Linked DNA regions of Mus musculus: region 2 is linked to region 1. A link is a contact called in public HiChIP or PLAC-seq data. All regions are on one chromosome and are shown on one strand. The core of a region is the stretch at or near the end of the contact, and the rest is flanking DNA. Distances in the headings are between cores, read along the strand shown. Region 1 overlaps Gli2 (GLI-Kruppel family member GLI2). Region 2 has its middle 21 kb from the start of Gli2.

Evidence for each region. HiChIP or PLAC-seq counts read pairs in DNA pulled down with a chosen protein or histone mark.
Region 2: an H3K27ac HiChIP or PLAC-seq map of embryonic stem cells shows a contact between it and region 1, with 9 read pairs. The contact joins two enhancer-like sites. A contact is called at or near these places in 7 of 484 Hi-C or Micro-C datasets (the HPC-7 cell line, cerebral cortex, embryonic fibroblasts and 3 more) and 5 of 115 datasets of contacts at active chromatin or transcription factors (all in embryonic stem cells).

The regions. Positions count from the first base shown.
Region 1 is chr1:118,872,305-118,874,978 of GRCm38.p6, reverse strand. The region is part of intron 3 of Gli2 (GLI-Kruppel family member GLI2); the gene reads left to right. Among named protein-coding and RNA genes, the nearest start is that of Mir6346, 81 kb to the left of the region's middle. Within about 2 kb of position 1,303, at least 27 of the 459 cell types and tissues checked have an H3K27ac peak or open chromatin away from gene starts, as enhancers often do. A contact at or near this core is called in embryonic stem cells, where this site is marked.
Region 2 is chr1:119,073,717-119,076,390 of GRCm38.p6, reverse strand. No RefSeq gene overlaps it. Among named protein-coding and RNA genes, the nearest start is that of Gli2, 21 kb to the right of the region's middle. Within about 2 kb of position 1,295, at least 12 of the 459 cell types and tissues checked have an H3K27ac peak or open chromatin away from gene starts, as enhancers often do. A contact at or near this core is called in embryonic stem cells, where this site is marked.

The DNA of each region.
Region 1 (2,674 bases), core at 54-2,553:
AGCCCCGTGTTCCTTTAGGACCTTTGAGGACCCTGTGATGACACTTAGACCTGGGTACTTGGATCATTGCAAACGTCACGCTTGTCCTGTCTGCCATGTCCTTTGTTGCCTAGATTCAGTTGACCATAGATTTCAGGAATTTAGGCAATGTCACCAGCTTCCTTCATGTATTCTACAAGCGTTTTTCTTCACACCCGATCCACAGAATCACTGCTGTGGTTGCTTTTTGCTCATGAAGAGACAGGCACAAAGAGGGCACACAGTTTTCTTCCAACCACACAGCTCAGAGTAAACTGAACTGAGCTGAAGTGGAACCCAGGTCTTTTGCTATTATGCCTGCTATTCTCACTGGGTGTTCATCATCCATCTATCCATCTATCCATCAAACATTCTTCATCCATCCATCCATCCATCCTTCATCCATCCATCCATCTTCCATTCATTTGACATACTAGAATGCTCAAACCTCTTAGTGGGCATAGGCTTAGAACTTGGCAAGCAGACCTAGTCGATACCTGCTCCTGGGCCTGTCTACCCAGTGGGGAGATAGGAGCATATCACTACTTGTAGTTCCTCCCAAGAGAGCCCAGTCATCTGCTAAACTCAAACTGAGGAAGGCTCCGTCTTCCACGGCAGTGCCTCACGAGATATCTGACCTTGACCTGGGACTGGGGGAGGAAGGACACTTCTTTGGCAAGGGGCTTCTGATGACAGTCTTAGGAGAGGAAGAGAGATAGCTGAGAGGATACAGATGGGAAGGCAGGAGCTGGGGTCAGAGTTGTAGCCACAGGTCACCCCAGAAGCCAGCCCAGGAGATGTGTAAGCTGACAGTCAAAAATGTCTGGTCTAACCTTTCCCATCTTCAGAGGCCCCTAAACCAGGCTAGGGACCATCAACTCATAGTGTTACAACTTATTGCCATGGCAGTGTCTCTTTGGGTCTCAGTAATTCTGTCTGTGAGATGGGACACAGGCTGCTGCCTGACTCTGGCCTCATGGTCCTGTCTCAGCTGCTCAGGTCTGGTCTTTCTACTCTCTCCCTTCCCTGGTTGGAGATCAGGGCCCACCCTGGTGCTCAGGCCGAGTCTGGGTGAGTCAGCACGCTGTTCACTTTCCCAGACAGGCATTGCTGGGTGGGGCTCAGGGGCCTCAACCCTCCCTCCCCCTGCTTTCTTTCCCTCCTCTCACTCCATTAGGAAGGAACATGTCCATTCCTGCCCCAGGGCTGTTCCATGCTACAAAGCCCACGCCCTCCCTTCATGTCCCCATCTGTGAGAGCCTTGCTCATACTCCCAGCCGGCATCACCCTCATAGCTCCCCTCCAGGAAGACATGGCTCCTGTCATTCTAGCTCCCCAGGGACCCATTACCAAGGCTCTGGGCGTGCTAGCTCAGGCCCGGTCTTGGTGCTAGAGTGCACGTGGGATTCTCATCACCTCAACCTCTCCTTTTGTCTCCTGCCAGAACTCCTGTGCTGACATGTGAGAAGGGGGCATGAGTTGGGGTGTCAGGAGGGTGAGCGGGGTGTGCTCCCCTGCTGAGCTCTTCAGTTCTCCTGTTGTTATATGAGAAGGGGGAGCGCTGGCTGAGCACCTACTAAGGACCCAGTACAGTTACTCCACACACTTCTCGTACATCCTTCTGTCTACACCTGTTCATCCATCTACTCTCTCACCAGCCAGCAGGTGAAGGATGCGTGGCTCTACCAGGTCACACACGAGTCCCAACACTGAGACTTAGTCTCAGTCTACCCCATCTGTCTAACTTCAAAGTTCAAACTCCACCTACAATATGTAGGGTGAGCTGGAGACCAACTGAGTGATGCCCCAGAGGGACCACCAGGCCGAGTTTCTGGGGAGGGCACCAGTGAGGATTTGTCGAGGGGAAGTTTGTACCTTAGTGAACTGAAAATATCAGCATGTCCAATTTGACCTCTTGAGAGCAGAGGCTGGCTTTCTTTCATTCTGGCTCTTGGGTAAGGCCCGTGACATTCTTATACATATTTGAGGGAAGGTGTGCATGGGTACATGTTTGAGTGTGTGCAAATGTCTATGCATGTGTGTACACAGACATATGGAGGCCAGAGAATCACTCTTCCTTACTTTTTGAACCTGGAGTCCCCCATTCAGCTAGCCCATGAGCCCTCCTCTCTCTGCCTCTCCACTGCTAGGACTTTAGGTGCACACTGTTATGCCTAGCATTTTTCATGGATGCTGTCAACCTAAACTCCTCCTCATGCCTGCACAGTCAGCGCTGCCCACCAAGATATCCTGTCTTCAGCCCACTTCTCCACTTTCAACTCTATCCCACTTCATCCTTGGCGTCTTTTTCAATTCCCCAACCTCCCACAGCACAGGTGCACATGAGCATACTCTCATACTCCCAGGCTATGATCAAGTAGCTGACATAGCTGGCCCTTCTTGTTGTCTTCTTCCCCTGGTCCAACCCAAAGCTCTTCTGAGCTTGATCCTCTAAGAGTTTAGAAGTGGATAGATAGCATGTGTCTTGATTTGACTCCCAGGGCCAGATCCAGCCCCGTACCCACAATCTAGTACCCTCCCAAATTGAGTTCTAATTTCAGCATTCCCAGAAAAATCTTCAGGGCTACTCATTGCCCCCATGGCTCCAGGGCCCAGATACTACTGTTGTGGGCCCAATCTGCCAACTATCTGGCAT
Region 2 (2,674 bases), core at 46-2,545, 200 kb before region 1:
AACTAAGCAAGACAAAACACTGTAGGAAGGGCTGTAGTAAGGAATGAATAAGTGAGGTTAGAAAATACCCCAGTGTTGGTCCTTAAAAGCCAAGGTTTTGTTATGCGGAGACCTCAGCTCCCCCACCTACCATCTTTTGAATTCTCTGGGCACCTGCCTCAACCAGTGTCACCCCAAAGGACAGAGCACATCTGAGGTTTGCATGGTAGGAAATCCTGCAGGTCTGTCAGCAAGACAAAGGGTTTTTAATTAAGCACTAATGGCTTTGGGTCCCCCTCCCCTCAAATCCCTATCTTGGGTGTGCCCCCCCCCACAAGGCTTTCTGGATCTGGGAAGATCTAAGAGTTCCAGCAAGAGGAAGAGGGAAGGAGGGGGCAGGGCTGGCTGTAAGACACTGGGGACCGACTTTCCATCCTCACTCTGGCTTTAACTTGAAGCACCCTCTCACCAACCTATTTATTGCGCTCTCTGCCTGAGGTCTCCTCCTCCTCCTCCTCCTCCTCCTCCTCCTCCTCCTCCTCCTCCTCCTCCTCCTCCTCCCCCTCCTCCTCCTCCTCCTCCTCTCCCCTTTCCCCCTCCCCCTCCTCTTCTTTCCATCCTTTCTGTCTTGTTCAGGTAGCAGAGGGTGGCCTCAGTTCGATCTAGGTCTGACCTTGAACTTGCGATCCTCCTGACTCCACCTCCTAAATACCAAGATTCCCGGAGTGCACCGCAGCCACAGTCAGTTAGTCTGTGGCCTCCTGCTCGCTAGGTGAGACCCACTAGCTGAGCCACACCCTCAGTTCTGGGCCAGCTTTTCTAAATTAACCCCTGCCTGTGGTATCCGACCCAGCAACGCCTCCACCTTCAGGTCCTGTCCTGAACTATCTTACCACATCTGTGCACCCAAGAATGGTCTTGCAGCCATGGTACTGTAGCTGTGAAACCCCAGCCCTCGGGAGGCTGAGGCAGGAAGGTTGTTGTTAGTGAGTTCCAGTCCAGCTTGTGCTACAGACTGAGACCTCATTTACACAGAAAAGTACGTTCTTTGCAAGTGTCTGTATGGCTAAACACAGACACACCCTAAATACCTCTCCCCAGCAGATTCGTCAAACGCGATGCAGCAGCAAGTATATAGCCTTACTGTGGAATTGCCACCAAGGAAAGCTTTTGAGGAAGAAGGAAGTTTTGGAACTGTATGCTCAATGGCATGGGGCTTCTCTGAGAAGGAAGGTGGGAAGGACATTTTAGAGGCAGGGACTTCCTGGAAGGAGTGGCAAATACTTCAGCTGACCCGGGAAGGAGAAAGCAGAGATGGGGCCCCCTAGTGGAGAAGGGGTAAAGAGAGGGAGTCATCACCCTAAGCTGGGAGAGGGAGATAACATCTCTAAGGTAACCAGTGACTGGAAAGGTCTGATGATGTGTAATTGACAACCCAGAGCAGACAGACCCAGACAGACCCAGACAGAGCAGTATCGTCTGCCTCTACCCGGGTCATCAGAAAGAAAGGTGCAGAGAACCATTAGACAATGAAAATAGCACTTTTGGTGAGATTGTCCACAGTGCCCAGCTGATGCTGCACCGTCCTTTAGCCACAGGACATTTTTAAAAAATATTTTTATTAGGTATTTTCCTCATTTACATTTCCAATGCTATCCCAAAAGTCCCCCATACCCTCCCCCCCACTCCCCTACCCACCCACTCCCACTTTATGGCCCTGGCGTTCCCCTGTACTGGGGCATATAAAGTTTGCGTGTCCAATGGGCCTCTCTTCCCAGTGATGGCCGACTAGGCCATCTTTTGATGCATATGCAGCTAGAGACAAGAGCTCCGGGGTACTGGTTAGTTCATATTGTTGTTCCACCTATAGGGTTGTAGATCCCTTTAGCTCCTTGATTACTTTCTCTAGCTCCTCCATTGGGGCCCCTGTGATCCATCCAATAGCTGACTGTGAGCATCCACTTCTGTGTTTGCTAGGCCGCGGCATAGTCTCACAAGAGACAGCTATATCTGGGTCCTTTCAGCAAAATCTTGCTAGTGTGTGCAATGGTGTCAGCGTTTGGAAGCTGATTATGGGATGGATCCTCGGATATGGCAGTCTCTAGATGGCCCATCCTTTCGTCACAGCTCCAAACTTTGTCTGCCACGGGACTTTTTAGAACATCAAGGAGATCCTGGGTACTGCCCAGCCTTGGGCTGCAATTGTGGATGGCTGCCATCTGCCGCCTTCGTGATACCATAGATGACTTCAGCAGTGGAGCTGGTTAAGAAGCAACAAGAGAAAATATGTGTAGAGAAGATCACCTGACCAAAACGAAACAAAGAACTAAGTGGGGCTGAGGGTGTGGCTCAGGTGGTAGCATGCTGGCCCAGCACACCCAGATTCGTAAACTAAGCCTGGTGGTCCAGATCTGTAATCTCCGTGTTCTGGAGGTGGAGACACGAGGATCAGAAGTTCAGGGTCATCCTTGGCTACATAGCAAGTCACATAGCCTGTGCTATGTGAGACTCTGTCAGAAAAGAAAAGGAAAAAAGAAGGGAAAAGAGGAGGAGAAAGGGGAGGAGGAGGGGGAGGACTATGGCATGTTTCCTGTCTTGAAGTCAGGAAGCCAACAGAAAGACACATCAAGAGATCTTCAAATGCAGTTGAGTGTGTCAGGGAGCCATGTGATGACAGCATCTTTGGTAGAGGGTG